Linked DNA regions of Bos taurus: region 2 is linked to region 1. Evidence: chromatin contacts called from public Hi-C data. All regions are on one chromosome and are shown on one strand. Each heading gives the region's core, a stretch centred on a gene start, on an enhancer-like site or on the middle of the called end of the contact. The rest is flanking DNA. Distances are from core to core; before and after follow the strand shown.

Evidence for each region. A called contact is a pair of places that touch in the nucleus more often than the background predicts.
Region 2: a Hi-C map of liver shows a contact between it and region 1, with 4 times the contacts expected there. The contact joins the enhancer-like site here to the promoter of PHF19 in region 1. A contact is called at or near these places in 5 of 11 Hi-C or Micro-C datasets (8-cell embryo, blastocyst, liver and 2 more).

The regions. Positions count from the first base shown.
Region 1 is chr8:110,257,029-110,263,038 of ARS-UCD2.0, forward strand. It overlaps PHF19 (PHD finger protein 19), which reads right to left and starts at 2,157. Exons shown (of 14, transcript NM_001192715.2): 1 at 1,972-2,157; 2 at 1,241-1,322. The coding sequence starts at 2,157.
Region 2 is chr8:110,333,441-110,339,450 of ARS-UCD2.0, forward strand. It overlaps C5 (complement C5), which reads right to left. Exons shown (of 41, transcript NM_001166616.1): 41 at 4,994-5,521. The coding sequence ends at 5,383. Among named protein-coding and RNA genes, the nearest start is that of TRAF1, 23 kb to the left of the region's middle. Within about 2 kb of position 3,626, at least 5 of the 102 cell types and tissues checked have an H3K27ac peak or open chromatin away from gene starts, as enhancers often do. A contact at or near this core is called in liver, where this site is marked.

The DNA.
Region 1 (6,010 bases), core at 907-3,406:
CTTTCCTCATCAGCTGGCTCCTTCTGCTTTCGATAAGCAGGCAGCCCAGGAGAGGAGCCCCTCATTGCTTTGGATCTTGAAACAGTACATTTAGGGTGAGAAGGGCCTGGAGAAGCATCAGTCTGCATTAGCCACAACATCTTGGAGAAAAAGGCACCCTGGAAACTCTTCTAACTGGCTGGGTCCTGTGGTCTTTGCTTGGCAAGCTCCTGAAATCATCTCTCAAGGTAAGAGATTCTTCAGAAACTGACTCCCTGTAACTCCACACCACTGGTGGTGCTGTAGTTGCTAAGTCGTGTCCGACTCTGAGACCCCATGGGCTGCAGCCTGCCAGGCTCCTCTGTCCATGGGATTTCCCAGGCAAGAATACTGGAGCAGGTTGCCGTTCCCTTCTCCAGGGGATCGTCCTGACCTAGGGATCAAACTCGTATGGCCTGTGTCTCCTGCATTGCAGATGGATTCCTTACTGCTGAGCCATCGGGGAAGCCTGGTCCAAGGCGGGCTCCAAACCCTGTCTCTTCCTCACATACCACCATGTCAGTCCTCCTGTTAGAGCATAAATGGTAAAAAGGTCTGTTCTCACACGGTAACTCATTGGGAGTGGCTGCCTGGTGCTCCGTGTTGAAAATGAGTGCTCTGATTGATCAGTGACGTCTGTCACGCACGTGGCAGGGGAGAACGGTGGCAAGAATGCCCCCAGTTCGTCATCTCTGTAAGACAGTGTCAGCCGTCTGAGGGCAGGGATGATACCCAACCCAGCTCCCTTTCAGCCCTGGAAACGGGCCCAGCTCCATCCCGCTACGTCATCATCACGCTGCCTGCTCCAGGCTTGGTGGGTCTCTCCCCCATGGAGAGAGCTGCCTCCTCGTTTTTTAACATGCTGATAGAGGACACTGTGCTTACACCGAAAGGTTTCAATTCCGATTGCCTGGGCCCCTTCTGTTCCTAGCCCCAGAGGGACCCAGAGCTTTGGGCAGCCGGGAAATACACACAGGCCTGGGACACAACCCTGCTCCCACCCCTCCTCAAGCTGCCTTCTCCATCTGCCTGCCTCCCTCGTGAGGGATGAATGCTCAAGAGGATGACAGGTGTCATAAATGAGTTCTCGTGTAAACGTACAACTGGTAATCTCCAAGGACACGGCCAGATGCCGGAAGTTACGAGACAGAAGGAGAGCAGGAAGAAAATGGAGGCAGAAGAGGAGAGTGGGGCAGGGGTGAGGAGTCACAGCAATACTCACCATGCTGTATGTCCTTCCATAAGACCCAGTATTTGGAATTATCTTCAAAAGTTACGAGGCAGCTCTGCTTAGAACTGCTGACCTGGAGCAGAGAAAGGGAGGAGCAGGGTGAGACGGTAGCTGGGGAAAAGCCACTTGAACATGGTCTTCCTCTCCCATCTCTGCCCCCACAGGGCAGAGAGATCAGACTCCCTCCTTGTGCTCCAAGAATCCGCCTGCAATGCAGGAGACCTGGGTTCGATCCCTGGGTTGGGAAGAGCCCCTGAAGGAGGGCATGGCAACCCACTCCAGTATTCTGGCCTAGAGAATTCCACGGACTGGAATAGTCCATGGGGTCACAAAGAGTCACTCTGTGCTCCAAAAAGTAGAGCCAGGCCAGAAGGAGAACGGCGGTCCTGAAGGCTGTGCACGCCCACTCCCTGGAATTGGGCAGCGAGGGGCTAGGTGACGGCAACTTGGTGGGAATACCGAGGCCAGATGATCTCTCCAACCTGATTTTGTTTTGTTTTGTAGGCTCACAGAGCACTTGTCTAAAGATGTCCTTAGGTGCCCTAAGGATGGCACCTGCTTTTGCAGGCTCCACCTCCTTCCCCTTTCAGCTTTGGAGCAGGAGGGCACAGCAGGAATCTGCCAGCAATCTCCCATCCTCCACCCCTGGTCTGAGGCTGGCACCAGGAATGAGCAGAGAGATGCTGAGCCTGGGGAACTGGGGCCAGGGAGGAAGGGTTTACCCTCTTGATCTTTCCGAGATAATACAGTCCATCTGTCCACCGGCACAGCACATACTGGCCCTCCGTCAGCTTGGACATCAGGTCTTTGAAGTTGTTCTTGGCTTTTGCCAGGGCCCCCTTGTTAGGGAGGTGGCTGGTGGCACCATAGGAGTCCCGAGTCCCTGGGTCCAGAGCTCGATTCTCCATCAGCTTCCACTGACACTGGAAGAGAAAGGAACAGGGTTTTTACTCCTTACTTCAGGAGACAGGGGAGAGAGGAAAGCAGCTACCATTTATGTAACCTGTGCTGTGCCAGATGCTTTTATCATCTCGCTGGATTCTCGTGACAACCTGTGAGGTTGTCACTGTTATTCCCATTTTACAGGTCAGGAAACTGAAGTCTGGCAAGGGGAAGCGGCTCTGGGTTCAGAGGCAGAGCCATGGTCCTTAACCAGGTGAGCCGATTAGCTACTCTGCACTTGCTCCACCCCTACCACGCAACCTTGTACAGAGAACGGCTCTTTCAGCCAACCACAGAGCAAAATCCCCCTGCCCAGGTGTGTATGAGGCAGATCTGAACCATACCCCGTGGCTTTGGAGCCAGAGGTTTTATCCCTAAAGCAAACACACCCTGTGTTTTCTGAGTGGAGGGCCTTCTCCAGCACAGCAGTGGGGGGGTTTTCAGACCCCTGCTCCCTCCCGAGAGCTGGCTGGAGAAAACTCACCTAGAAAGGAAAACTCCTGGTGGCTTATGAACTGGTATAGACTTGGCCATCTGGGTCTTCTGTAATCTCCTTTTCTGTTCTCAGTTATGGGATGATTTAATGGAAACCAATTCTGGGACATTTAAACTCACTTATGCTTTTACTCAGATGCAAATTGGCTCCAAGCAGTGAAGTCATCGCCATGCCAGCCTCTCTACATCTGTCTCTCACCGTCCTGTGAAACCCACTGCTCCTGCTGCTCTCCCACTTCCTGCTAGCGGTACTGCTCTGGTCCCCAGAACACCCCAGCATCTTTGACTTCTCCAACCGATGAGGTGCCTGCCACAAGCAGCCAACTTCAAGCACAGTGATTTTTGGCTTCCTCTTGTCCATCTCCCTGGCCTGGTCTGAGTTCAGGCCTCATCTTGCCTGGGCCATTCATTCAATAACTGTTTCATGCTCACTCAGCTGCTGGGCACCTGGGATGCAGAATGGTACCACCTAGGCACAGCCCTAAACAGGCCACTCCCTGTCTTCCTGCCTCCCCACCAGACTCCTCACCAGGGCCAACAATTCCCATCTTCTTCTCCCAGAAACCTTCTGTGGTTCCCCAAAGCCTTCAGTGGCATTCAAAGTCCCCCACCCCAAGGCCCCCTCCTCCTCAATCTGGGCTCACCTGGCTCCAGGCGGCTCCACACTCTCCACTAAGCACAGCCCCCTCTGCTCCCTGCACCCACTATTCCAGTCCCCTCCTTCTCTGCCCAGGCGCTGGGCACCTGGTGTTATGATTACCTGTAGATTACAGGGAGACAGTCGTGTGTTTTTCCGTGTGAGTGCGTGTGTGCTCCTGTGAGACGGTGTTTGATGTCTACAGCTTTGTGGCAGTGAGTATAGGAAACAGAGCACATGTGTGTGCATGTCAAGGGCCCCGGGGCACGCAGGGCATTGCTGGGGTCTTCGCTCTCCAGATGGTGGCGCGGCCGCATCCTCTTCCCTCCACCCGCCCCCCCACCCCCCAATTCGTCCCTCCTCTCCAGGGCACAGCGCACAGGCGCTGGGCAGGGTGTGCGGTCCAAATCTCTGCCTTCTCCCTGCCACCTGGCTGCCGAGCGCTGCAAGGTCCTGCCCCGCCGGGCCTGGCCCGGGCCCGCGGCAGGTTCACAAACTGACACTTCCTCCCCCGCCGCGCCGTTGGGAGCAGGCCCAGTCGCCGCACCCCCCTCCCTGACCGGGCGGGGGCCCTCGGGTGGCTGGCCCCCCCTCCACCCTCGCCTCCATCCTCCCGGAGCGGGCCCCCGTGGGCTGTGATTGGCTGATTCAAACCCATCTGCAAAGAAATGCCTGTTTGCGGGTTCCCGTCGGCGTCCAGTTCAAATCCGCGGCACCCGGAGCGCGGGGCCGGGCGGGGGCAGGAAGCGAGGATGATTCATGCGCCGGGGCCTCTCCCAGGGCGGCCGTTGGCTTTTTAAAAAGGGTGTTCGGGAGGGGAAAACGCTTGCAGAAGGACCCCCCTTCGGGTTCAAGCGCTCTGATCTTCAATCGCTCCGACGCCAGGCCTCCCCCCATCCCCATCCTGCTGCAGCCTGACTTCGGACGTGAGCAAAATCCCAAGCGGCCCCGTCGGTCTCCAGGCCCGTCCCCCCACCGAACAGGAAAAGTAAAGATTTGGGGCACGGGAAGAGCGACCTGTCACACACGACCCCCCCCAAAGGCTCGGGAACCCGGGCGGGGCTCCCGCCGCCCCACAGACACCGTTCACCCCTCTCCACCACCCCGCGCCCCCCCAGGCGTGCATCTCCCCAGGACTCCAAACCCCCCTCCCGGCCCCGAGGCGTTTGACCCGCCAAAGTCCAGGGAAACTTCCAAAAGAGGGATGACTGCAGGGAGAGGCGAGAGTGGCGAGGAGTCCCCGGCCGGGGCCGGCCGCGGCCGGCCGCCTGCAGCGCTGAACTTACCGCGAGGCTGCGTGTCCGCCGGTCCCACTTGGAGTCTGGCCACCAGGCGCATCGGCGGCGGAGGCGGCTGCGCTCGGCCCGCGGCTGCCCGGCCGAGTGTCCGCCCGTGGGGCCGGGGTCGGGGTCTCGGCGGGGGCGGGGCGGGGCGGGGGCGCCGGGGGGAGGAGGGGGGCCGGAGGAGGAGGAGGGAGGGGCCCGGGCGCTCAGGAAGGGGCCCCCCGGGCGCGGGGCGCCATCTTTTTCGCGTTTTCCCGCGAATTATTGACGTCCCGCTTATGTAATTAGCGGGGGCCGCGCCGGCCTCGCCATTGGAGCCCGCGGTCGCGGGGCCCCGCCGCACCGCCCGCCCGCCGGCTCGCCCGCTCCCGCCCCCGGGCCGCCCCCGCGCCGCGCCCCGGCCCCCGCCCCCGCCCCCGCGGGCGCGCATCCTCCGCCACCGCGCGCCCGGCGCAGACACGCGGCGCGGGCGCACACGGACGCGGGGCCCCGGCACGGCCCCTCGGCGGAGGCGCGCGCGCGGCGCCCGGGGCCGGCACACACTTGTTGAGGAAACCCAGCTCTGCGCGCCGGGCGCAGACGTCAGCCGGCGGGGACACACAGCGGGGAGGTGCGGAGGCGCAGGGACGCGCTCCCCGGACAGACCTGGAACAGCCCAAACGGGATTAGCACAACAGAAACACACAGACGTCCGGCGCTTGCAGCGGAGACGGCCTGCGTACAGACACAGCGCACGGCACAAACGCAAGCTGACCACACACGATCTACACGACACAGCACACATTAGAGAGTCTCGACACAGATACGCAAGAGTGTACACAGCGTAGACACACCGCAAAACAGACATATAAAGCAGACAGGCACAGAGTCACAGCACAGTAACACACACCAGCAACAGATTGCACACAAACGCGAAGCGGAGAAACACAACACAGAGATACAACTGGAACCCCCCCCCCCCACACACACACACACACAATATTTAAATGAGTGGCACACGGCGAAAGAGCATACAGAGTCATAGGAATAGCGGGTTGAGGCTGGGGGCATGGCTCCAGTCATTATCGGCCCTGGCCCTGGGGAGGATGGGCAGAAATGTCCGCATCCGGACTCACTCTCTGGGGAGGACCTCGGGGTACGGTCTCTCTGGCTGACCGGGTCTACCCCTGTTATGCATAAGGCACTCACGTCATAGGCCAGCTCCACGGGGCGTGGGACCCTGAGCAAAGCATTTCAACTCAAACTTCAGTCTCCTCATCTAGAGTTGTTGGGAAGGTTGGGGTTAATGTATGCAAACCCCTCAGCAGCCAGTGAGTGTGCAATAAGTGACGATTGTAACTTTGTCAAGAAATCATGTACTCACTGAGTGCCCCCCCTCCTCCCGCAGGAGTGAGACTAGAACTG
Region 2 (6,010 bases), core at 2,376-4,875, 78 kb after region 1:
CCAACATGTCTGTCAGGGTGGGCACCGCGCCAGCTGAGAAGAATCCAGAAGGTTCTTAGAAACGGAGCTCTCAACTTATCCTCCTGTCCTTAAAACCCTGTCCCTCTTCCCTCCCATCTCTTCCTACCCGCCACCCTCTCTGCTTCATTTTTTCCTTTCTTCCTCCTAACTTCCCTTCTTTCTGAGTCAGAGGCATAAAGGGATAATTGAATCTCAACTCAAAGTTAAAAAGATCAGGCCACTGGTGACAAGGTACTCACATCACATTAAACCCACAGAATCCATCTGATTTCAGGACTAGGAAAACCCTAGGATGCAGAGTTGCTTTGTATCTCTGAGAACCTTCCAGATTTGGCTGCTAAATTTCCAGCTCTGAGACAGAGGTTTTCAGTCACGAGGTCAATGCATGGACTTGCAGGGGCCTCAGAAATAGCATGCGGATTTGTGTACTATGCGTACACATGCATCTTAAAGAAATTGTTTTTGGCTGCACCTTGCCGCATGCGTGATCTTAGTTCCCAGTCCAGGGATCAAACCCATGCCCCCTGCAGTGGAAGGTGAAATCCTACCCACTGGACTGCCAGGGAGCCTGCGTGTGCATTTTCTAGGAAGAAGGGTCTGAAAGGGAAGAGCCGCCCTGACAGCTGGGCCCTGGTGTCCTTTGGACCCGGCCTGGTCCTCAGAGTCTGATGTCACAGAACATCAGCATCAGACCAAATGAATCTTCACACAAAAAAAGACTGCTCCTTAATCATGTTTGAGCAGAGGATAAAACAAGCACGTAATCCAAATCACGAAAAGTGACCAAATATCCCCCTTTCCCGTCTTACATAAGGGTGACTGCTCCTTCTTTTCCTCCTAATTAGACAACAACCAGTGCCCCCCAATCACAGGATTACCCCTGCTTGCCGGCGGCATCCAACCCGGAGCCAAGTCCCTGAGCCCTCCCCAAATAATCCAGCACAAGCCCAAATCCTAGAACAAGCTCTTTCTAACATCTTTTGAGAAGCTCTGGAAACTCAGCTTTGTTTAATCACCATCAGCTTCTGCCTGGTTTTCAGCAGTAGCCTAGCTGGTCAGTTTTTACCATCGCCTCATTTTCAATGCTGCAGTTACCGTTGTCCTTCTAACAGATAAGACAGACCACGTCACTGCTCTGCTCCAAACCCTGCCCTCTGCGTAAGATTAGCAGCACCCCATCCGTGACCAGCATGCTCTTGTCCCTGTGATCTCTCTGACCTCAGCTCCACCAGCCTCACCTCTGCCTCATCTGCTCCTGCTACGTTGGCCTCCCTGCTCTCCCCGGAGCACCCCGGCCGAGCTCCTGCCTCAGGCTCAGGCATGTTCCCTCTGCCTGGAACACTCAGTCTTCAGATCACCACGTGGCTCCCTCTTTCACCTTGCTTGAGTCTCACTGCTCACTGAAGCCCACCCTGACCTCACTGCTCTACTACGACGCAGCCCCTCTCTCCACCGCTCCCAGGCTCCTTTGCTCTGCTCTGCTTTTTCTTTTTCTCACAGCTCTTTTATCACCTGATATTCAAACTCAGTCCCCTAATGACTGATCATTATTTGCCATGCACCTCCTCTCATTGGAATCCAAGTTCCACAAGGGCAAGGATCTAGGGAGCTGGAGCCCAACCTTCGACGACCAGTCAGTACATATTTTTCTAGATGTTGCTGAATAAATTAGCATCACAAGGGCTGGAAAGTAAAACTGAGCATGACTTTGGCTTAGATCCCTCCCCGGGAAATCAGGAGTCAGGCTGCCCGCTTTAAGCTTGGCGGGTTGTCAGTTCCACATATTTTCTTAAGACAGGGTTTCCTAAACTTCAAGTGTATGCGTGCCAACCTCATGATTTTTGCCCTAGGAACAACCTAGACTTTTATTTACTTAAAAACTTTTCCTTAAATAGACTTTTTGACAAATACATTTATTTTCAAAGAAAATTTTATATCATGGCTTTGATGTGCTAGTTGTATATTTTTTTCTAACACATGTTAAAATAAGCATATAGCTGTTTACCACCTAAATTGTCTTGCCTACCCCTAGTGGAAGACTGCCTTATGCTTTTTCCTTTAACCAGAAAAGTCCCCCATGTCTCTCCATGTGCCGTATGCTCCGTCGTGTCTGACTCTTTGTGACCCCGTGGACTGTAGACCTTCAGGCTCCTCTGTGGAATTTTCCAGGCAAGAATACTGCAGTGGGTCGCCATTTCCTTCTCCAGGGGATCTTTCTGACTCAGGGATCAAACTCACATCTCCTGTGTCTCCTGCATTGCAGGTGGATTCTTTATCTGCTGAGCCATTGGGGTATTCTTGCCTGGGAAGTCCCACAGACAGAGGAGCCTGGCAGGCTGCAGTCCATGCGGTTGCAAAGAGTTGAACATGACGTAGCAGCAGAACAGCAGCATACCTCTTCAGTTCAGCTCAGTCACTCAGTCGTGTCCGACTCCCTGCGACCCCATGAATCGCAGCATGCCAGGCCTCCCTGTCCATCACCAACTCCCAGAGTTCACTCAGACTCACGTCCATCAAGTCAGTGATGCCATCCAGCCATCTCATCCTCTGTCGTCCCCTTCTCCTCCTGCCCCCAATCCCTCCCAGCATCAGGGTCTTTTCCAATGAGTCAGCTCTTTGCATGAGGTGGCCAAAGTACTGGAGTTTCAGCTTCAGCATCAGTCCTTCCAAAGAACACCCAGGACTGATCTTCAGAATGGACTGGTTGGATCTCCTTGCAGTCCAAGGGACTCTCAAGAGTCTTCTCCAACACCACAGTTCAAAAGCATCAATTCTTTGGTGCTCAGCCTTCTTCACAGTCCAACTCTCACATCCATACATGACCACAGGAAAAACCATAGCCTTGACTAGATGGACCTTTGTTGGCAAAGTAATGTCTCTGCTTTTCAATATGCTATCTAGGTTGGTTATAACTTTCCTTCCAAGGAGAAAGAGTCTTTTAATTTCATGGCTGCAGTCACCATCTGCAGTGATTTTGGAGCCCAGAAAAATAACGTCTGACACTGTTTCCCCATCTATTTCCCATGCATACCTCTTACCAGCTTCTAATACACTATGTCTCTCTCTACCTTTCCAAAAGTCCTCCAGAAAGCCTCTGGAAGTTCCTCCAACTCATATGCTCACTCACTTCTCTGAGCTCCCTTTACATTTACAGGAAGACATACATGCCTGACATGTGGACGCTGACATGCCATGGTCTTGTCTTCCGTTTCATAACAAAAGATGATAGCGTTTCTTCTTGGGGCTCTAGATAAAAGAGGCATTAAGGTGTTTGACTCCCCTGATGCACAGGCCATCCAAAAGATGAAGAGGCTTGTCCCAAACCCCTGCCAGGGTTAGAATCCGCCAGCACTTGTTGCAGAGAAGGCAATGGCACCCCACTCCAGTGTTCTTGCCTGGAGAATCCCAGGGACGGGGGAGCCCGGTGGGCTGCCGTCTCTGGGGTCGCACAGAGTCGGACATGACTGAAGCGACTGAGCAGCAGCAGCAGCAGCAGCTGTTGAGTTCCTGGAATGTGTTGGCGGTAAGCCAGGCACAGGACACAGCAGGAGAGAGAGGACCCAGACTTTGCCCACCTGGAGCTAACAGCGAGGCCAGGAGGCTGGCTGCACACCGAGCAAGCAAATAACTGCAAGAGCCTGAGCAGAGGAGTACAGGGTTGAGGAGGGGCCCCAGCTGTGAGAAGGGCCACAAAAGCCTCCAACAGGACGTATGTCTAAGTCCTTAGGAGTTTGCTGAAGAGGGGCTGGTGGGTTCTTCAGCGGAGCCAGGCTCACTCACAAAGGCCTGCTTTGAAGTTTGGAAGTTCAGCTGCTTTGTGAGTTAATTAAGGCTGCCGTGGACGACCTACTTGAAACAGTGCTCAAGGAGAAGGCGGAGATGCTGGGGCCGCGGGGAGGTTACTGCAGAGGTCCTGCCGCCCGGCCTTCAGCAAGAAGGTGACCGGAGGCGCCGCAGACCTGCTCTGGGGGCCCCTCACCCCTTGTTGGCAGCGAGTTGGGGCATATTGGACACAAGGGTTGTTTTTGCCAAGGGAGTGCCTTCAACGTGAGTTCTGACATTTACAAAAATAAATCCTTAGTTCCTTGAAGCTGGAAAATCTTAGTTTAACTTACGAGGCACAGTGCAAGGCCTTGTGTAGCTTCGTGAGGCTAACTGGTAAGGCGCGGGTTTCTCAAAAACGGGATGCATTTCAGTCACTGCTGCCATTCCATCCAGGGTTTGTTTCCTTGTGACACTTCAGCGGGGCTGGTTAAACTATAGCTAAGGAAGAAAGACACTCCACCTGCGTCCTGCCTTGCTCTTAGGAAATCAAACCTGACAAGCGATGGGATGGGGCAGTGAAGTGGAAGAGGGAGGTGTTTGGACTGTGAGCAAGCCTTGGGGTTTGGTCTCCCACTCTCGCCCTTACTAGGCTGGGCAAATTGCTTCCTTTTCTGAGCCTCAAATTCCTCATCCTCAAAGCCCTTTGGGTCCTTAGCCTCCAAGTCTTCTTGGAATGGGGGCAATAATAATTCTCGTACTCCATGAGATTCTGGAGACATTAAATGGGAATAAATATGAGCACTCTTCCATAAGATCTAAAGTGCTGTAGAGTATCACTTACAAACGAGCCTGCTGTTAGAAATCCTCATTAATAAATCCGGAAGGGAGGCTCAGAGACCTGGCTGGAGCAAGAGCAGAGGTGTCTGGATTTCCACTAGGTTTCTCCTCAACAGGTGGCTGCCCGGGGGCCTGCCTTCCAGGAGAGCAAGTTCCAGGGGGAAGGAGTAGGCGCTGGGAGGGTGGGGAGGGGAGTAGGGCATCCGCATGGGGGTACAGAGAGGCAACAGGAAGGGAGGCGGCCAGGACAAGGCTCCTACCTTCTCAGGTTGCTGAGGGCTTTGAGGGGCGGCCTTCTGCACCTTTCTCAATTTGCCTGTCTTTGTGCAGCTGCTGCTGACCTAGCATAAAATAACACGCTTTTTCGCACATTTTGAAAGCAAAGTCAGGCTTTAATGATCGGTTTTCTGTTCCATGGTATTTTCTTTCAAGCAAAGGCCATGTTTTTGTAAGAAACTACATTTCAGTGGGGCTATTCTTTGTCCCCGGCAAGCATTCCTGAGCGGTAGGTTTCAGGAGGGTTCCGATTTATTGCTTCTGGTGTCCAGTAACCTTGGAAAGAGTGTCTGTCTCCAGGCCCCCTGAAGGACATGCTGTTTCGGAGAGTTACTGCTCTTAAATTGTTCTCTAATAAAAGCAAGTGTCCCCCATTCTAAGTAGAATGAACTTTCCAAATAAGACCAGCTGTGAATGTTGGGGAAAAAAAAGAAGAAACTTCAACAACAGGAGTCCATAGTGCAAACTGGATGCAGCTGACCTTTAGGCGTTTTCACAGCCATTTAAAAAGATGTCTTCAGTAAACTCATCTAGATTCGCTAAAAATCTCTGGCACGATGGACACCTGGAGTCTGTAGGCCAATATTCAATCCAGGTCGAGGAATCTAACGGGTAGACGTACCTGCCGAGGAATAATGCAAATGAATCACTTGTGATGGTGGCCACAGATAGAGAAGAGCTGAGTTCAATTGAGCCAAGCTGCTCAGGTGCCCAGGGGTCAGGCTTTTGGCCAAACTCCTCTGAACTGGCATCTCCTTGGGAAGGTCCACAAACCCTGGAGATCATGAGCTGCTCGGGGCTCCCATGGTTAAAGGCATGAACAACATCTGTTTCAATGTCTATTTTTCAAAAAACAGATAATAAAACATGTATCCAAACACTGTCCTCCTTACAAACAGAACAGTCTGAGGACTGAGAGGGCAGATGCGGTAAAGGGGGAGTCGATGAGTGAGCCGAGATTAATCGTCAGACCTGGGCACTCAGTTGGTTTATCGTCAGCGAGACCTCAGCTACCCTGGTGGTTTTGAGGCGTTCTTTGTTTTAAGCTCACATTATTACATGTAGGCTCCTAATGGTCTGTTGGTTAACAGCAGGGCACGAAAGAAACATG